2 separate regions of the Zea mays genome follow, and region 1 is linked to region 2. The links are chromatin contacts, called in public Hi-C maps. All regions are on one chromosome and are shown on one strand. The core of a region is the stretch at or near the end of the contact, and the rest is flanking DNA. Distances in the headings are between cores, read along the strand shown. Region 1 holds the start of LOC100170241. Region 2 holds the start of LOC103637187 (Transcription repressor OFP17).

Region 1 (4,829 bases), core at 768-3,267, 440 kb after region 2:
ACAGTCAGATTAAATCCAGTCCAGAAGAAACAAGCAATGGGAGTAAACGAAAATAAACAAAAGGAACATCATGGGTCAACATTCTAGCACAACAGATATGCGCGTCTACCTGAAATTACATGCTAGTACCACATACACTAAAACAATTATTACTCCAAAACCATCTCAAGCAAAGCAGCTGTAGATTTTGAAACACTTATGAGCTTAGTTATATGTCATAAGATATAAACCCTGTTCACAAATTCCTACTATAGACAACAAAAAATCAGTCACAGAATAAAGGAAAACTTATACCCCTTTCATTAGCTCAGCATATTTCTTGACCACTGGACTCAATGGAGATAACTAGAAAGAGAGAAAAAAGTGGCTACAAACTTACATCAGCATGTTCATCCAAAACAAGCACATTTTATAAAAACTAAAAAATGGAAAATAAAAGCAGTTTAACAAGAGAATATTAAATAAAATCAAGGCCGAGCACATCATATTAAGAAGTATACTGTTCTTTTCCAGACATTTGGGTTCTCTGGGAAAAGTATACTATTCTCTTCCAGTTAATCTCGTGCTCCAACAAAGTGAATACTCTATGTTTTCAACAATTATAAAAACTCGACCTGCGGAGTAAGACCATCACCGGTCATTATATTAAGAAGAAGACATTTTCACGCAGGTCGAGAAAACTCCCAAACCCCTGCTCCACCCATACACAGCAACATCATAGCCCATGTGAAAAACGACCGCGACCGGCCTTAGGCCTGTGTTTTGGCGTGTGACAGGCGAGAGTATTTTTTTAACCACAACCTAAAATTCGCTCGCACGCAGAGTCAAACCCAGCACGGAGAGTCAAACCCAGAACCTGAGAAGTGCTACTCAAACCAACTAACCAACTCAGCTAGAGCCTCTTTCGCGTTTTCAACAATTATAAGGCAGTGGATCATGGTCGAGATCATTTCGGTTCAGAAGTAGTACTGCATTTCCTAGGTAGACTAGATTAACAAACAATATAAAATGAGACCGAGAAGAAACAAATAAGCATCTTGACAGTTTGTTTCTCACTATTCCAAACCATTTGCAGATAGCGAAAAGAACAAATGCAATATTTGTATCCTCGAAAAATCCAAATAGACCGGCTAGGACAAGCGGAGACTCCGTGTACCAAAACGCGTCCAACTCAGATGCATAGCGAAATACACGATTCATCTGAAATCTAATTATCTAACGCAGAACTGACCAAATCGTCTGACAACGAAGGCCCAATTCGCGGATGGTTTTACAGACGAGTAATCCAAACGCACCCAATTAGACATTCTAATTACAATTAATTCGAAGCTAAATGACTCGGTCAACAGGGAGCAAATTACCCATTCGGGCTGGTTTGGTGGCAGGGAAATAGAGGGATCTATGGGGAGTAATCCTCTCGCTATTCTCTGTCGACCAAATCAGCCCTTCGGAAGAGTAAAATCCGCCAAGAATAAGTCAATTTAATTCGATTCCTCTGTAAAGATCCTGGCCTTCCCCCCACCGAGATCCCCAAATCCGCACGCAACCCTATCTGAAATCGGTGCACTGGGAGCACGGCACCAACCTGATGGATGGGCGGGAACATGGAGTTAGTGCAGACGGGGCACTCGAGCAGCTCGTGCACGCTGGTCGCCGGCGGCCCTCCGCCTGCTCCTGCTGCGCCCGCCGCTCCCGCTACAGCCGGGCCCGCTCCGCCGCCCCCGGCATTCACCTTGGGGAACGCGCGCCCGGCACCAGAGGATGGGAGGTGGGCGGGGTGGAGCGGGAGACCGAGATGGCCGTGGTGCGGGTGGCCGTCGACGTTGTCCACGTCCATGGCAGCGTCTGGGAGGGAGAGGCACTCCACGCTGTCCCTGTCCATGTCCATGGCCACGCCGCGCCCTGCGGTGCCGTGAGCACACCGGCGCTGAGATTCCGAGGTCCGCGCCGCGGCTGAGGTGGGGCTGGATTCGTTTGGGGTGCGCTGGGTTGGGTTGGCTGGGGACGACGACGATGCGGTACGGTGGCCGCGGGGGGACGCTGACGCTCTGCCGCTCTCGTCACGCCGTTTGTTTCGCCTGGATTGGCACGAACGAGAACGGCGAGAGACAGACGACACCGTCTCCTCCCGGGAATAGGAACGGGAACGGGAACGGGGATCGGAGACTAGGAAGGGGTGCGCCGTCAAATAATAATTTTAGAACAATATCAATTTAAAAGATCTAAAGTTTAACTCACTATAAATTTAAAAAATAATATTTATATTATCAAATAAATATTATTGGATTTGTTGTGACATATATTTATTTGTTACCATAGGAATTATAATATTTTTATTTACTAGACTAATACCCGTATGCGGCATCGGGACAACAATCAAGATATTACACAAATTCTTTACTTATTTTCCTAAATCTAAGTGAACTTTTGGTAAGTTTAAAATTAAATAGTAAGGAATTCTAGTCCCCTTAATCCCCTGCAATATTCTTAATCCCAAACAAGCCATTTTGAATAGTAAACGATAGCAGTGACGGACGCATGACAAGAACTCAGGGTGGGCCAAAAAATCACATGATAAAATCAAGTCACACCGTAAACAACTACTGTCGCATAAAATTCAAGTTTTATATCAATACATAATACAAATTCAAAGAAAAAACCATATAAATAAAAAAACAAACATACGTTAAGTTCTTGTTGACCGAGACAATTGCATCCTTCTAGTTTTGAGACGTTGAAATCGTCGAATAATAAGCTCATCATCAATGGATTTCCAATATGAACCATCTTAATAGAAAGAGATGTAATATCTTCACAAGTACTAAAAGCAGCATGTCTTCTTACATGAACAATATATGTCTCGAGTTGCTCTCTTAACATTGCACGATCAACAACTATGAAATCTTGATCATATAACTTAGCAAGCTTAACAAGCTTCTCCAAATTGAACATAGAAAATGACTTCTTTGGATCAAGGCAAGCAAAACCAACTAGCAACTCACTTGAAACATGTCTTCTTACATGAATAATATATGTCTCGAGTTGCTCTCTTAACATTGCACGATCAACAACTATGAAATCTTGATCATATAACTTAGCAAGCTTAACAAGCTTCTCCAAATTGAACATAGAAAATGACTTCTTTGGATCAAGGCAAGCAAAACCAACTAGCAACTCACTTGAAACTTCACTGAACCGATGACACAACTCTGTATTGATTTTATCAAGAATAACAAAAAATATCTCGGTGCGGTAGTAGTGAAGATTTGTGACTGTGGATCCATCTCGCCTTGATCGACCTCTAATAGGTACTTCTGCATCCATGTCTACCACATGAATACCCTTATTAGCACAAAATTCATTCACATCTTCAAAGAATGACTCCCAACCACTATCTATCCTCATCATAGCCATTCGGGCTTTAACAACATCAAGTAACTCCATGGCAAGAACAATATCAACACTCTTTCTTTGCAACATTTGAGAGAGCTCATTTGTGATTGCAAGCACTTTCAACATCAATTTTAGAATGAAAGCAAATTTGAAACTCTCCATTTTTTCTATCAACCCTGGTGCTTGTGTTGGTACACGACCATCTTCATGGACAATAGCAAGAACATGCAATACTGACTCCCACATTGTTTCTAAACGAAGCAAGGTTAAATAATGTGAACCCCATCTTGTGTCACCGGGTCTAGCAAGATTGGTTGCTTGATGAAGACCCTTTCCAGTAATAAATTCGCCTCTTTCAAGTTTTTCTATAATACTTCATGTTCTTTTTCCCTTAGGGCACCCCTTCTCTTGCAATATGAGCTTGTGGTGCTTACAATTAATTGAATGTACTAAAAAGTCATGAACGGATTGACAACAAGCACTACTAGCAACAGAAACCACCACAAGTTGTAGTTGATGTGCAAAACAGTGAACATAATAAGCATGTGGACTAAGATCCATAATCTTTTTTCAAGCCATTAAATTCACCTCTCATATTTGATGCACCATCATATCCTTGTCCTCTAATCTTGGATATAGATAAGCCATGATGATCCAGAAGGACTAAAATCATCAAAATGCAATCTAACATTGTTGTGGATACTATTAACACCACCCACATGAACTTTAAACTTTTCAACCGCATCTTTCTAATTATTGTACCCAACTTTGGTGAAAGATTCATATTTATCACCCTTTACTAGTTTCTTAAAAAGAAAGCAATAAAAGCAATAGGATGCATCCTTTGACTCACTGTACTCCAACCAATCATAATTTTCATACCATTGTTCTTGAAAATGTCTTGATCTCTGGCCATATTGTCTGCGAGGAAAATCTAAACCTCTTGGTTGGCATGGACCTTTAAAAATATATGACCTTCTCACTTTATCTTGGACATTTATATCATACTCATCAATTTGTCTTCTTAATGCTGGATCTGCAACTATTTCATCTGGATTAAATGCCCTTCCAACATTTGACTGATCTGAAATTCTTGTTTGTGCAGTTGGCATATCATTGACATTATTATTATCCTGGCCACCAATTGCGGAACCCCTTGAAAGTGGCTGAAAAATATCCTCATTTATCTAAACAAAGAGGAGTAATAATCATCAACATATCAACTATTTATAAATTTATCTAATCCATTTATTAGTCATACAAGATTGCAAATCTACTTATACGCTTGTCTGTTTAGTGCTAAGTGCCTAAGTGCTTACCTTCCTGGCTGCTTGCCTGCTTATCTTCTTGGCTTCTTCTGTTCTTCAGATCGTCCACCGGGCCAACGGCCAGGAACAGGAAGTGGACAGGCTGCTTGCCTGCTTATCTTCTTGGCT
Region 2 (5,280 bases), core at 1,493-3,992:
AACAAAACACCTGATTAATTATCCAACATCCTAAACCATGAAGATCAGTCAATCCATGTGTGTACCTCGTGACTTCAAATACTACCAGTACCACGAAAAGAGTAGTCTGAATAACAACATAAAGGTGATTCATGTCCTGCTGAAGGATACCTTTCCAAATTGGCCAATTGGCGCTCCATTCTGCATCTTTGATCTGGGTAGTATCTGCAAGCCTGCAACTGCAATATATGCAATGAAGCATTTAATATTCAGATTGGTTCAAACTCAGGTATTTAATATATCATTCCTGTAAACTGGAAAGCTACAACATGTGACAGATACAATGAACTGTACTATGAAACAGTGCTGATCATTCCAAAGTCAAGAGTCAGGAGATCACTTTTGCAGCTCTAACTCAACCAGAGGTTAAAAAACACTGAAAGTCTGAAACCTAGTGCATTGTAGACAGAGGCATCATTGAGTTTTGCCGAAACAAATGCTACACAAAAAGAAGGAACATGACTTAATTTACTAAACATGAGAATGGCAAATAAAGGCTACATGAGCGTATGAGCATTTACTTATTCAAGCCCAAAGCTGGTAGATAGAGAGGAAAAATAAAATGGACACCCTACTAACATAAATCCAACGGCATCATTGAGTTTTGCACGCACACACCAAAATCGATACCTATACTCTACAACAAACTACAGAGGGAAACAGAAACTCAGGTATTCAGGACCAAACACAACTAATTGGTATGTGTATTTCTTAGCAGCCATAACCTTCCAATCCATCTATACGACACTTGTGTTAAATGTAACTTACTAATAAGAACGGAATGAACGGTGGCAGTTCTATGATGGCTGGCTGAATCGAGAAGAACATGGAACAAAAAGGAAAGGAAGATGAATGGTGAATCCCACCTCCTGCTAGCTCTAGCTCCTAAAGCTCGTCAGTCGACGCACGGACACGGAGGCAGACTCCAGCTTGTCTTCAGCCAGAGATCATCGCCTCGCTTCCTGCTGCCACCACGACGCAGTAGGTCTTGTGGTGCCCTGCGCGCCCTCCGAGCACCACCACCGCCACAGCAATTCCCTAGCCGTGGCGCAACAGCTCGCCGCCGCTGGCGGTCGAAAAAGAGGAGATTACAAAAAGCTACAACCAGGAGGCGATGATCATCTGCTATCTTTCAGCTTGAGGAGATTACACATCTTGGGGACGTAGCCGGTGCAGCGCCACAGGGCGGCAGAAAAGGTCAGGGGCGCCGCGGAAAAGAGTGCCATCGCCCCCGCCAGGAAGCCCATGGACGTGGACGCGGGCTAGGAGCGGGACCTCAGCCCAGCGGCGGTACACGCGGCGCCCACTACTCCCCACTCTGCTGAGCGCCCGCGGCCGGCGCCCTCACGCCCACGCGGCTGGGCTTGGCGCCCGTGGCCGTGGCCGTGGCCGCCACTTCCAAGCTCACAGCTTGGCTCGAGCAAAGAGGTGAGTGATACGCCCTGCGCGAGTGCGTGGTAGGCAGCACCATGGCGCTGCACTGCTCCCTGCACGTGACTTGTTCGACGTTGTGGCTGCGAGCAGTGGCGCGGCCTGATCCCTGCTTTCCGAGGTCCCGTGCGCGCCTCGCAGGCCTAGCTCTTTCTGGCCCGCACCACCGGAGGCTCGTGCACACCGACTGCACGCGGGCGGGAACGAGCGACTCTAAGGCCGTGGGTGGGGTGCATTGCGGCCTCGAGCGCGGAGAGGCGGTGGTTCAAGGAGCCGAGGATGGTGACCATGCCGTTCGTGTTCCCCTGGCTTCGCCGCAGAGAGTCCCGCAGCATGATCCCCCACCGCGACAGCGCGTCCATCGCCTGCAGAGTCGCCACCGTCATCGCGGACATCGGGTCAAGAGCGGGCACTCCTCTCAGGAGAGGGCCGGGGAGATCTCGGCAGTCGGCACCGAGAGGAGAATGCGCCGGGGTCAGGGCGGCTGAGGCGTGGGCGGTGTGGTGACGCGGTATAGGCGACGGGGACGCGAGCGGGGGCCGGCTGCGGCTCGCTCGAAGGAGGGGTTGTGCGGCAGCTCGAGCGCCCTGCGACCCGCCGGCCTTCTGTCGAGATCATCGGTCTAGGTTGCGTCGGCGGCGAGATCGGAGCTGGGCAGTTAGGTGAGAGAGTAGGTGAGAGAGGGGGCGTGGGGAGGAGGGATGGCGGGTCATCGCCTCACGCCGCCGGATTTCGCGGGTCGTGGAGATGTGCTGCGGTGTAGCGGAGGGGTTCGCGGCAGCGGGCGAGCGGGCCTGAGGGCGTGCGAGATGCGCGGCGGCGGATTTCGCGGTGGGCGTGGGATTGCGCGGGGCCTGGCAGGCGTGCGGCAGCGGGGGAGGGGGGCGTTGGGTAGCGGCGGGGGCGGTCTACACTAAGGGCTTAATAGTTGTAGAGATATGAACTAAAATGACTCACATTGATCTAATGACTGTCTTGTAGCTTAAATATATAATAATATGGATCATATATGTGTGCAGTGCAGGCACTCACGTTCGTTATTAAACGGCTCATATTAGGGTAACGACTACTTAGTGGCACCCCATTCTTATGGCACATAATAATGCTACCCAGTACGTGTCCCAGTTCATATGACATATAATGCTATATATATTCGTACGTTCGTGCACACCACATCGCTGCAACGACGAGGAGCTACGCACGCAGTCAATGAGTCAACCATATATATATATATATATATATATATTTACGCATGCAGCTCAAATCATGCGGTGCCGTTCCAAATCAACAGTTTGATGCTGCGCGCCCATCACTTTCCAGTAGTGATGCGGGTTTCCTCGTCTCATAACAAATCGCCTTCCTGCGTGACGTGCGGCATCCTCGCGCCATGCCGGCGTGCACTCACGCGGCTGTTCCGCGTCCCGGCGCCGGCTAACCTCTCCATCAGGGCCTTCCGCTTCCGTAGCCTCCGGAAGGCAGCGACCAGGATGAGCCCGCGCCGCCGTCGCCGCCACAGGACGTTCCGGTCGGTGCGCGCTGTCTTCTGGCCGCTCGTCCCGATGTCGACCGCGCCGGCGACCTCTACAGCCGAAGGCGAGGCCGCGCGTAGAGCAGCACCGGCACCCGCACCGCAAACAGTGGTGCACGAGACTCCGGTCATCGCAGTCGCACCGGTGTCGTCCACAGAGACGCCAGCGTACATGAAGGTGGTGGCGCGGCTGCGGTCGGAGAGGATAGCTGCTAGGGGAGGCGGAGAGGACGAAGACAAAGAGAAGGAGGAGGAGGAGGAGGAGGCGTGCCGGAGCTTCGAGAGCTATCTGATGGAGATGCTGGTGGAGGAGGGGAAAGCGAGGGACCTGAAGGACGTCGAGGAGCTCCTGCAATGCTGGGAGCGGCTCAGGTCACCAGTCTTCATCGAGCTGGTGTGGTCCTTCTATGGCGAGCTCTGCAATGACCTGTTCCACGCAAGGGGTTGACGAAGTTGACATCGAAGGCGGCGGCGGCTATGGCTCCGAGTCCATGTCCACTGCTTGATCACGTAGACACGTACTGCTCAAGAATCTGCAGGTTGCATCATCTCATCGACATTATGTAAATAGTACTGTACTAAGACCATGTTCCTTCTAAACCTCTAGAGTTAATTGTTAATCAGCTAATATGTTATTAGCCAGTTTTAGCAATTAGTTGCTAAGGTTTAGAACACGGTCTAAGTTACACTAAGATGTTCTGTAATATATCCACATACCCGCGGCTTTCTATCGCATAATCATTTGTGTATAATCAGCGAGACAAAGATCTGGGATTGATTGATTCATAGTCCCTACCGAAATCTGTTTTTTGTCGAGTGCCAAATAATTTGTCGAGTGTTTTTATCAGGCACAAAAAAAACCAATTGGTAAAAAAACACTCGGCAAAATTTTTCTGTGCCGACACTCGGCAAAGAGTTTCTTTGCCGAGAGTTTTTTTTGACACTCGGCAAAGAGCTTTTTTACCTAGTGTTTTTTCAACACCAAGTAAAGATAATTTAAAAATCGCATTTTGAAGCAGTAAATTAATTCAATTGAAAAAGTTTTCACCTATAAATTTATATAACTCATCAATATATACAATTTATATTTTGGTCAATTGTTCATATGACAAAATAAAAGTAAATTTATTTATAAAAACTATATCTCTCGTAGTTTATAAAACTACACAAGAGATGTATAAAATTTGTGAATAGTGTTAGAACCAACATATGAGACGAATAAATGACCAAACAACCAAATATAAACTTTGTAGATCATTATAAGTTATAGAATTTTATAGTTGGCAACGTTTTTTATTTAAGTCATCTTGTCAACGAAAACTATGTCTTTTAAAAATTTAAAATTAGAATTTTTAAAATGACCTCAAAATGAAAAAACCCATCAAAATGAAAGTTGTAGATCTTAAAAAGTTATGAAACTTTGTAGTTGACAACATTTTTGTTTGAAATCATCTTGTCATACAAAACTTTGTTTGAAATTTAAAATTCGAATTTTTCAAATGACCTCGGATGGAAAAACCACCAACATAAAAGTTGTAGGTCTTCAAATGTTACGAAACTTTATAATTGATATTTATTTATTTGAAATCATCTTGTCATAGAAAAATATGTTTGAAGTTTTCAAATTTGAAATTCAAATTTTTTTAAACGACATCGAATGAAGAAACTATCAATATGAAAGTTGTAGATCTTGAAAAGTTATACAACTTTATAGTTGAAAATATTTTCATTTGAATTATTTTAGTGTCTCAAATAATTTATTTACTTTCAGTTTGTTATAATACATGGGGAAGAAAAACGTAATATAGACATTAGTGATATAGTGATGTATTGGTAGAGGAGATTGCGCGTGAGAGAGGTTACGAGTTCGAATCTCACCGATCACAAAACAAGTGAATTCAGTTCAAGTTCAAAAAAATGATGAAAATGGATAGGATGATGGATAGGGCATTGGTGATGGTTGTGTTTGGTGGGAGTGTTCCCCTAATTAAAAAAATTATTGTTTTGGATTTTTTTTTACAAAACACGTGAATTCAGTACAAGTTCAAAAAATGATGAAAATTGATAGGACGATGGATAGGGCTCTTGTCATGGTGGTGTGTATGATGGTGGCATCAAGGATAATGTTGGGGCCTGGTACCAATGCACCTGTAAACTGGAACTCAAAAAATCGTATATGGGATGAGCCATCATTGTTGGTTGTAGTTAAAACCAATAGTGATACTAGTATATCGCTGTAGTTTCCATGTACAACTAAGGGCATGTTTGATTCCTTTTATCTA

The links. A called contact is a pair of places that touch in the nucleus more often than the background predicts.
Region 1: a Hi-C map of leaf mesophyll shows a contact between it and region 2, with 3 times the contacts expected there. The contact joins the promoter of LOC100170241 here to the promoter of LOC103637187 in region 2. A contact is called at or near these places in 5 of 25 Hi-C or Micro-C datasets (ear, endosperm, leaf and 2 more).

What each region holds. Positions count from the first base shown.
Region 1 is chr8:112,914,888-112,919,716 of Zm-B73-REFERENCE-NAM-5.0, forward strand. LOC100170241 reads right to left here and starts at 2,018. Exons shown (of 3, transcript NM_001130122.2): 1 at 1,586-2,018. The coding sequence starts at 1,888.
Region 2 is chr8:112,470,124-112,475,403 of Zm-B73-REFERENCE-NAM-5.0, forward strand. LOC103637187 (Transcription repressor OFP17) reads left to right here and starts at 2,743. Exons shown (of 1, transcript XM_008659438.2): 1 at 2,743-3,799. The coding sequence starts at 2,766. The coding sequence ends at 3,446. It overlaps LOC103635706 (phosphatidylinositol/phosphatidylcholine transfer protein SFH8), which reads right to left and starts at 1,286. Exons shown (of 11, transcript XM_008658092.4): 1 at 1,190-1,286; 2 at 994-1,105; 3 at 66-218. The coding sequence starts at 1,286.